2 separate regions of the Nothobranchius furzeri genome follow, and region 1 is linked to region 2. The links are chromatin contacts, called in public Micro-C maps. All regions are on one chromosome and are shown on one strand. Each heading gives the region's core, a stretch centred on a gene start, on an enhancer-like site or on the middle of the called end of the contact. The rest is flanking DNA. Distances are from core to core; before and after follow the strand shown.

Evidence for each region. A called contact is a pair of places that touch in the nucleus more often than the background predicts.
Region 1: a Micro-C map of tail fin shows a contact between it and region 2, with 3 times the contacts expected there. The contact joins the promoter of cmtm7 here to the promoter of cpne4a in region 2. A contact is called at or near these places in 2 of 2 Hi-C or Micro-C datasets (skeletal muscle and tail fin).

What each region holds. Positions count from the first base shown.
Region 1 is chr5:59,474,332-59,478,619 of NfurGRZ-RIMD1, reverse strand. It overlaps cmtm7 (CKLF-like MARVEL transmembrane domain containing 7), which reads left to right and starts at 1,816. Exons shown (of 5, transcript XM_015949599.3): 1 at 1,816-2,038; 2 at 2,506-2,682. The coding sequence starts at 1,928.
Region 2 is chr5:59,341,530-59,346,369 of NfurGRZ-RIMD1, reverse strand. It overlaps cpne4a (copine IVa), which reads right to left and starts at 3,376. Exons shown (of 16, transcript XM_070551801.1): 1 at 3,301-3,376. It overlaps cmtm6 (CKLF-like MARVEL transmembrane domain containing 6), which reads left to right and starts at 2,106. Exons shown (of 5, transcript XM_015949595.3): 1 at 2,106-2,231; 2 at 3,405-3,525. The coding sequence starts at 3,412.

The DNA.
Region 1 (4,288 bases), core at 567-3,066, 130 kb before region 2:
TAACAGTAAACTTACAGTACAATACGTAAAGTGACATGTTGTTACAGTAATATGAACCTCCATGTCAACATTTTAGGCATGTTGAGAAATAAATGAGTTTCTTCAGTGTGCAACATTGGTCTTGTGTTGTTTTTGGTGGATTTGCTCTATATTTGTACTATCTTGATGGTAGCCTGCTCTAATTATAGGGAAGTAGAAGTACTAAAAACGTTTTGGGTTTATCACAGGAGAGTCTAACTCCTGCAAACAGAGTATGGTAAATGTGAAAAGTGTGTTTGTTATGGTAAAAAAGTGTGGTTTTTAAACATAAGTGTATAGTTTTTACAAGAGCGTTTAATTATGCAAAGGATCTGTGTTTTGAAAACACGGGCCCTGTTTTGAAAATTGTGCTTAAGCAATAAAAAACAACGGTAATATTATTATTAAGTTTGAAAAGTCCTGAAGAAAATAAACTCTATTTCTTTGAACAGAGGCTGTTCAGAAAATGGTCTAAAATGAGTTTTGTTCAGAACCAAACTTCAGCTCAGGCGACATTTTTCTTCTAAGTTTTGTGTAAAACAGAAGCTGCTCTGATTGGCAGCCATCAAGACAACAGTGGCAGAGGAGTTAAGTGCCCGCCCCATTACCGGAAGGTTGCAGGTTCACTCCCTGCTCGATCTTGGGCAAGACACTCTTCTTACCTGCTGGTGGTGGTTGGGGGGACTGGTGGCAACTGTGTATGACAGCCTTGCCTCTGTTGAGATGCCTCGTGATCAACTTCCGCACTTGAGAATCGGGACACCCTATACACTTGGACCCCTGGTCGGGATCACGCCATGGAAGGGCTCAAGTGTGGAAGTGTGAGTATTGGGATTGGGCCGATGACTGGCTGGGCTGTAGAGCGCCTTGGGGGTCATAAGGTCTTGGAAGTCCATTTTAACATTTAATCGGTCAGCTTATGTTGTCCAAACAGGCCCCGCCCATCATTCTGGCAGAAAACGTTTGTTTGGATGTAAATTTCGGTTTGGTTTGTCAGCATTTAGAAAGTTAAAATGAGAAACTTTCAAATAGTTTAAAAATATTTGTTTAATAATTAAAGCAGATATTTTGGTTTCAAAGCTGCATCAAAAACTTCTGTTTACATTTTAAAAACTGTTATTTGAGCCTTATGTTCTGTTTGGGTCTGGCAGAACCGAAGCCAGGAAACTGATCCTGGTTCTGTTTGGGTCTGGCAGAACTGCAGCCAGGAAACTGATCCTGGTTCTGTTTGGGTCTGGCAGAACCAGGGTTAATGTTACAGAAACTCCCCTCCAGCCAAACAGAACCGCCTGTTTGGACCCAACTGGAAGATTTCACATGATGATGATGAGGATGAAGATAATGATGTTGCAGTCCTTCCTGATGGAGACCACACCTCTATACATCACACAGCCGTCAACACAAGCATAATAAGCCGCCTGAAAGCTGTACACACCGGAATAGAACTTCAAAATAAAGGTCCGACGAGAAGTGGTGATGCCTTTTCAACGTTTCATTAACAAACTTGCGTCACTCAAAATAAGAAGAGAACTGCTTCAGTCCCTCACAAAGTCTGAAAAACGGATCCAGATCAGTGCGCAGAGACGTAAGAAAGTCTGGCTGGTGGGAATCCAGGAGAAGACTGGGTCACATGTTCTAGACTGGACCAGGAGTATAATCAAGCACCGTGTAATATCCTATATACGTATCGGCATCTGAACCAATTAAAGTTTTTCTATTGTAACCAATATGTCGATGATTGTAACAAGTCACATTCAAACGCTGGAAATGTCTTATTCTGAAAACCCTTCCGGAAGTGTCTGTGTTGATCGGGTTTAGCTTCCCGGGTGTAAACTAACGGACTGGCTCCGGTCGACGGTAGTCCCGCAGCGGTTTAACAGCTTTAAAACAACCTTGTGGTTCCGTCCACATGTCGCACACCGTCATCACGACCACAGCGAGCAGCCGGTCCTCCGGTGACGGAGTCCTGAACCCGGGCTACGCCCGAACCATCCCGGGACTTCTGAAGATAGGACAGCTGGTGAGAGAGGGGCGGGTTAGGAAGGGTGATGTCCGAGCTTCACCCCGTTGTAGGCTCGGGCTCACCGGGCAGGTTAGCTGTCCGTCCGTCACCGAATCCGGAACCACGCAGGGTTGTTGTGAGTCCGTGCAAAACTGGTCTGGGTCCAGTTAAGGACGGAGCGAGAGAAATTAGGTTCTTGGGGTCATATCATGATGGACCCCCGGGTCGCCAACAGGGCCCCCTCTGGTGTGTGTGAGCGTGTGTGTGTTGGGGGGGGGGGTCCTGGGAGGTTGTGGGTCTCCCATCTCTGGCAGCGAGTTTTTTTCCTGAATCATTTGCTTAGTTGAAGCTGATGAGTCGTAGTTGAGTGATGTTGGTCCTGTGACTGTTTTAGTCTCTAATATGTGTGTGTGTGTGTGTGTGTGTGTGTGTGTGTGTGTGTGTCCTCCAACAGAAGTAACAGCTGATTGCTTTTTCTCTCCCAGCTCGCCCTGTTCATCTCCTTCGTGTGTGTCAGCTGTGCTAAGGGGTGGCCCAGCTGGGCGGTGTTCCAGTACTTCGCGGTGGTGGCGTTGTGGTTTTCCATCGCTTTCTTCATCTTCTTCCTCATGCATCTGTTCAGGCTGCAGGGCAAGATGCCATGCATCAACTGGCCGCTGACGGTGAGCACGTTATGGCTTTAGAAGCCACGTTTGTTTGCTGAAGCCCGTTTGGACCTCACAGATAAATAGAAACCTGTAGCTCACACCTTCAAAAGAGGGAAGGAAGTCTCCCTGTGAGGAGCTGACGAGTTAATTCTAAACTAGAGAAGCACTTTCTGAGAGGAAGCTCAGCAACAGTGAGTAAAGATCAGGATCCTTAAAATAAAAAGATTTAAAACACTTCTTGTTTTTATTCTGTTTTTGTTTTCCTGGTGGGCATTCTCAGCCCTCCACATCCGGGTGTTACTCAGCCCGCAGGAACAGTTAACCAGCGCCAGAGGTGGAAAGAGTACTAAAATGTTGTACTTAAGTACAAGTATAATTACTTTCATGAAATTTTACTCAATTACAAGTAAAATTACCTGCCTCAAAATGTACTCAAGTAAAAATAAAAAGTAGCTTATTTCAAATGTAGTCAGAGTAAAAGTTACTTAGTTACTTTTTTGACTGTGCAAGGACGGGCTCTTCTGAATAGTTAAAAAAAGACAATGGGGTATAAATGTCAAAGTGGCCGTTTTTTTTTTATTAAATGAACAAATATGCATATTGACGTACAAAGGCAGTTACACTGCAAACTAGTAACATAAATTAGGTTATAGTCACAAGCCCATGACTTTTCCCTGAATGACCCCCCCCCCCCCCCCCCCCCGCCGGCATATCCTGATAGGCCTACCCAGTCTCTCAGCCTCTCCAGTAGCAGGTGATGGTTAACAGTGTCAAAGGCTGCATTCAGGTCCAGCAGGACCAGAACAGAACAGTCCCCTGCATCACTGTGGGTCAGAAGGTCATTAGAGACCCTAAGAAGAGCTGTTTCAGTAGAATGAGCTCTACGAAAACCTGACTGGAAGCAATCATAGATGTTATGTTCATCAAGAGCAGCTGTGAGTTGTTTAGCCACAACCTTTTCCAAGATCTTGGAGATGAACGGAAGTTTAGAGATGGGTCTGAAGCTGCTATGGAGAGAGGGGTCGAGACTCCGTTTTTTAAGAAGCGGGTGGATTACAGCATTCTTAAAGTAAGCAGGGACCTGACCAGAAACCAGAGAAGCATTAATTATAGAGAGCACGCTGGGACCGATGGACTGAAAAGCACTTTTAAACAAAGATGAGTGTAAGATGTGATGACTGTTGATTGACTTGCTCTGCCCCAGCCTCTGCCATCTGGTCAAGATGTCTTCTCATATTGATCAAACCTGTTGAATGACAAATACATAACACATATTTAATATATCTGGCAATTAAGTTTTGATAGAAGATGCAACAAGAATTGTTTTTAGTAATCCATGCCTTACAAATACTATAATTTGTGTCGACAGACTCGTATAATTGAACTTTAAGTATGTTGACAGGATTGAAATGAATAAGAAACAGATTAAGGTATAATGTTAAATTATAAAATATTACCTGCTTCAATTATATCGTGCCTCTCAGTCCAGGTGGTCTTGAACTTTGGAAGAAGGATTGCAGTCAGCTCAGGGTCTTCCATCATCTCACCAAAGTGCTTTTGGACACCATCCTGAATGGCTCTGAAGAGTGGCAGACACATCTTGGAGACAGTCTCCAGTCTG
Region 2 (4,840 bases), core at 2,127-4,626:
TTTAAAATGTAAGAGAGTCATAAATAATAACTGAGTCAGTTCTGTGGCTTGGCATACAAACTTGCTTGTGTTGACTTGTCAGCGGGTCGAGTTCTGAGGATCTTGTGTCTGTTGAGGACGATCCAACAGCTGTCTGATCAGAATGCGAGTGAAGCATTTTTGATTTTATGAAGCTTCACAGTTCAAATATCCCAGTGAACCATTTGCTTTTCATACAGTGGAACAGAAAGGAAGTCCTTCTAGCAAATCAGTGTGCTGATAAAGCACACTGAGAGCAAGTCACCCACTTAAAGAGCAAGTCACCCCCTACCAGAGTTTTGCTCCACTCCCACTTCCTGGTTGAAAAATGTGACAAATGCTGTGTCCTGGTAGACCAAGACGGTGGAGTCGCTAACAAATACACACACACACACACACACACAGGCTCACAATATTGTGACATCATATGGTACCAGCTAATGTCATAGTGTACTTCTTAACCAATAGCGATGGCAGATTTAAATCCAATGCAGTGCAGAGTTTTTACCTGAAGAGGGTGCAACACTAAAAGTTTTAGACAGAATATATAAATTTTAATCAAGATGTACTAAAGTGCCAAATTATTGATTGCATGTGTCTATCGCGCAATTAGACAATTGTTTCTCAAATTTATAAGCAAAAAATAAGTACATTTGGTGGTGACTTGCTTTCTAATGCTAGCCTGGCCTGCCAGACTCCTCTGTTTAATTCTGCACAGAGAAAGGGTCTGGGAACTCTCCTATTTAAATAACCCCGCAACCCCTGAGATTTCTAACCGAGCCAATGAGCGCTGAGTAGCAGATGTCACACACCACAACGCCAAGTTTGTCAAGGCGACTGAAGCGGAGTTCGCTGCGGCTCTTTCCTCCTCTAAATGACTTGGACACGTATTTAAAACAACAACAAGTAGAAGCGCTAAAAGCCTTTCTTCTAAAGAAAAATGTTTGCTCTGTCGCCATACGCCATTTTTGACCACAGCTAAAAAAGTCACACACTGCGATGCTCAGTTTCTCATAAACAAGTAGAAGCGCTAAAAGCATTTCTTTAAAAAAAAAAAAAAAGATGCTTGCGCTGTTACCAGTCGCTATTTTTTTTACTACAGCTAAAAAACTACAGCATTGCACAGTACAGTCGGCATTTCCATCTTTTTTCTGATTGATTATTTTTGAGCTGCCTAGTCCTGCCCCTCAAGTGCCTCTCTGCCTGTACCAGAATCTTTCTCTGTGCAGAATTAAACAGAGGACGAGTCTGGCAGGCCAGGCTACTCTAAAGGTTGGTTGGTACTATGGTGTAGTGTTGGATGCATGCCGTAGAGCTCCATGCTGCCCCCCTACCGTTTGGGAGAATATTGGCTCACCGTAGAGACAAGCCGCATGAACCATAAACGCTGCAAGTTGTGAAGCGCGTTCCATCCACGAGCCGCATCACCAAGCGGAAAGTAAATGCATCAAGCATAAACCAAGCTTTTAGCATCAGAGCCTTAAAATATTTAGGATGCTCTAATTTATAGTTTTGTGTGACAATCTGATGTGTTTGCAGAAACTTAAAAAAATAACATATTTGACAATTGCTCTTTGGTTATATTTGTTTTATACTTTTATATCCATTAGGAAGAAATTATTTTTATTTGTCTGTATTATATAAACAGTCTATGGCAGTGGTCCGCAAATGGCGGCCCGCAGGCCACGTCCGGCCCTACATGTGTGGCCCTTGGACCATTATAATTGAGGACCCCTAGTCTATGGTCTGACATCAAAAGTTACAGAAAGCTCTAGGACCATGCGGAAACCAAACGTTTGTGTTGACGCCTGTTTCCCATTAGAGCATACTGTAAAGACACCCCCCCCCCCGTGCCCCCCCCCCCCCACTTCTAAAAGGAAAATTACGTCCATGCACACACACACACACACACACACACACACACAATAAGAAATTTAGGACATATGTGTATAAAATATAAGCATTTCGTCCATAAAAAATGTATTCAACCAAATGGTGAGGAAAAATTTAAATGCAAATTTTCTAATGAAAGCGCTAATTTTTCTTCCTCTATTATTTTGAAGTTCTGACAGGAAGCATGTCTCATCATTTGCCGCTTGACTGTGACGTAATAAAATCTTCATTGCGGAAGTAACAGAGAAACAAAAGTGACTTCGTTGGTGTAAACGTCTGTAGAAACTTTATTTCCCTCCGAACCGGGACGGAACCGAACGGTGAGTTTCTCATGTATCCGAGTTTTTATGAACGTTACTAATTAGACCAGTTTCTGGTTTGGTTAAGTCTGAGCTGAATTGGGCCGAGCCTCCGGGATTCCCCTCGTGTCTGGAGTTCTTTTATCAAACTTCGTCTTTTAGAGAGTTTGTTTGTTTGTTTGTTTGTTTGTGGGGAAGCCTGTTGGATGATTTAACTCAAAAGTTAAGCCCAGTTTCCGCTGCAGCGGTTATTTTAGCTACTTCCAGTCCGAACCGAACTCGCATCGTACCTTTTTACCGGAGAAACGAGCAGCTGTAGAAATAAACACCGATCCGAGTTCCCTGGCTCTGCTGTAAGAACTCATGTGTTTAAACCAACAGGCCTGAAGACGGAAATATTAAAGTCAATCAGGCGGAAATAGTTTTATTTTCAGTAAAGATCTTTAAGTAGCTTGTGTTACTGTTTAAAGTCACATAATCGACTGAATAAAGTTTCATTTTCATCTTTCGGAAATCACCCAATAAAACCCCTGATAGTAAGTCGTGTAAAGTGAAAGTAAAGGTTCTGTTACATGCTCGTACAGCTGATCAGACGTGACTATTAACATGAATCAAGAGAAAAAACAACTTTACTCAAAGACAATAATCATAAATCAGTCATAAAGTTGTTTCCGTCGTTTTTATCCTGTGGATTTTATGACTGGCGGTTTGTTTTGGAGGCGGTAACATTCTTAAATGTTTGTGATCATTTATCTAATAAATGTTCAAAAGTAGGGTCAGATGAGCTGATTTAGTCTCGGGTTGTGTTCTCCTGAGTCTAACCGAAGCCGTGTGCCGATGATGTCTGATCCTCTCTGATTTTGAAGAGTTTGGAGCAGCAAACTCACTTTCTCTTGATTCACTTGATCTGAAGCAGGTTATGATCTGGTGAGCGGAGCAGGTCCAATCAGAACCAGCAGCTGTCAGAACAGCCGTTCTGGTCTGACTGACGGCTACAGTTACCTACAGACACCAGTTTACAGACTGAGTTCAAACATCAGGAGCTCAGTCCAGATGTTTGATGGATTCAGCAGGCTAGTCTGCAGCTCACCCATTAGTTAGTTTACTGGTTTAAGGTGGAGACATCAATCACTGATTTGGGATCTGGTCATAGACGGATGGATGATGTTTAACCGCTCAGTTTCTGTCTCTCAGCTCCATCATGGCCAACGACGTTTACTCCTCCACGACTACTCCAAACCCAGAGTCTTCCTGCTTCAAGGTCCCCTCCAAACTCCTGGATAAAACTCGCTTCGTCCTGAAAGTCTGTGAAGTGGTGAGTTCCACCATGGGGAACCTTGTGGCTCCAGTGGTTCTGATGTTCTCTGATCTCTGGCTCTGTTTGTTCTGGAGCCAGAACCAGATCTGTCCTCTGGTGTAGCTCCAGTTGGAGTGGAAATTGTTTTTTTTCTCATGTTTTATATCATCTTCCTGGTTCCTGGGTCCAACGAACTAATGTTTCATCCGTTAATCAGCATTAAACGAAAGCTGCTGGACAGTCGATCTCAGCGAGTCTTTACTCACACATCCAGGAAAGAGTCAAGATCTAAAACTCACTCATGCTTTAAATGTTTTTTTTTTTGGTTTTTTATACAGTGCAAAAATAACTCTGTGGCCTAAAATGACGCTTTTACCTGCATGAAGGGAAAATGGCAACAATAGATTTGGATCCTAAATTTAAAATTCCCTTAACTTTATTTTTTCTTTACTTTTTTACTAACTTTTATGAATCAGAGAATAGAAAGATTGAACATCTCCAGAAACTCTTTTTATTTTCTTTGCTTTTCGTTTGTTTTTATTAAAACATTGGTTGTTCCACTCTGAGAGGAAACAGAATTTAGAGTCAGACCAAACTAAACCATAAACGAGTCTCCGTGTTTCGTGAGTTTTGTTTGGTCTGACTTCAACATTCAGATGTGACTGGATTAAACCAAACTAGATTCCCGTTGACTCTCTCTCCCTCAGAGGAATCGTGAGGAAACCGGCTCAACATAATTACACACAAACACAAGCTGTTGGCAGCACAAACACACAACCCCAGGGCTCCACCTGATTCGTTCTGCTCCAAACGGAACAGAACCGTGTTTCAGCTTGTTTCAACAAAGACTTGAGTTCTTCTAATGCTAGCGTAATTAGCACTTAGCAGTGGTTAACGTTTTAGTGATGACATCATGTCATTGATCCTTTCACCTGCTAACAGGGTTCTGTAGAGTCTTAGACTGTGACCTTTGACCTTTATCCCACTGAGGCATACCCCCAGCACTTTGTCATTTCTTTGACCTCAGAGGGAACCTGCTGGACTCCTTATGGACAAACTCTGCAGAAGGATGAACAGCAGAATTAGAAATGACCTTTGACCCTTGACACCTCTACTGTGCTGCAGAGGTTTTTGCTCTTGGCCGGTCTGTTACCTTGTGGCTCTGGATAGAACCCGATCCTTTTGTTGCACCTTTCTGAGTCGGAGGACTCCAAAGCGCCTTACACCACAGTGAATTATTCATCCATTCACACACTGATGGCGATGCGCTACATCTTAGCCACAGCTGCACAAGGCCACACTGACGAAGGTGAGGCTGCCACGCACAGATGCG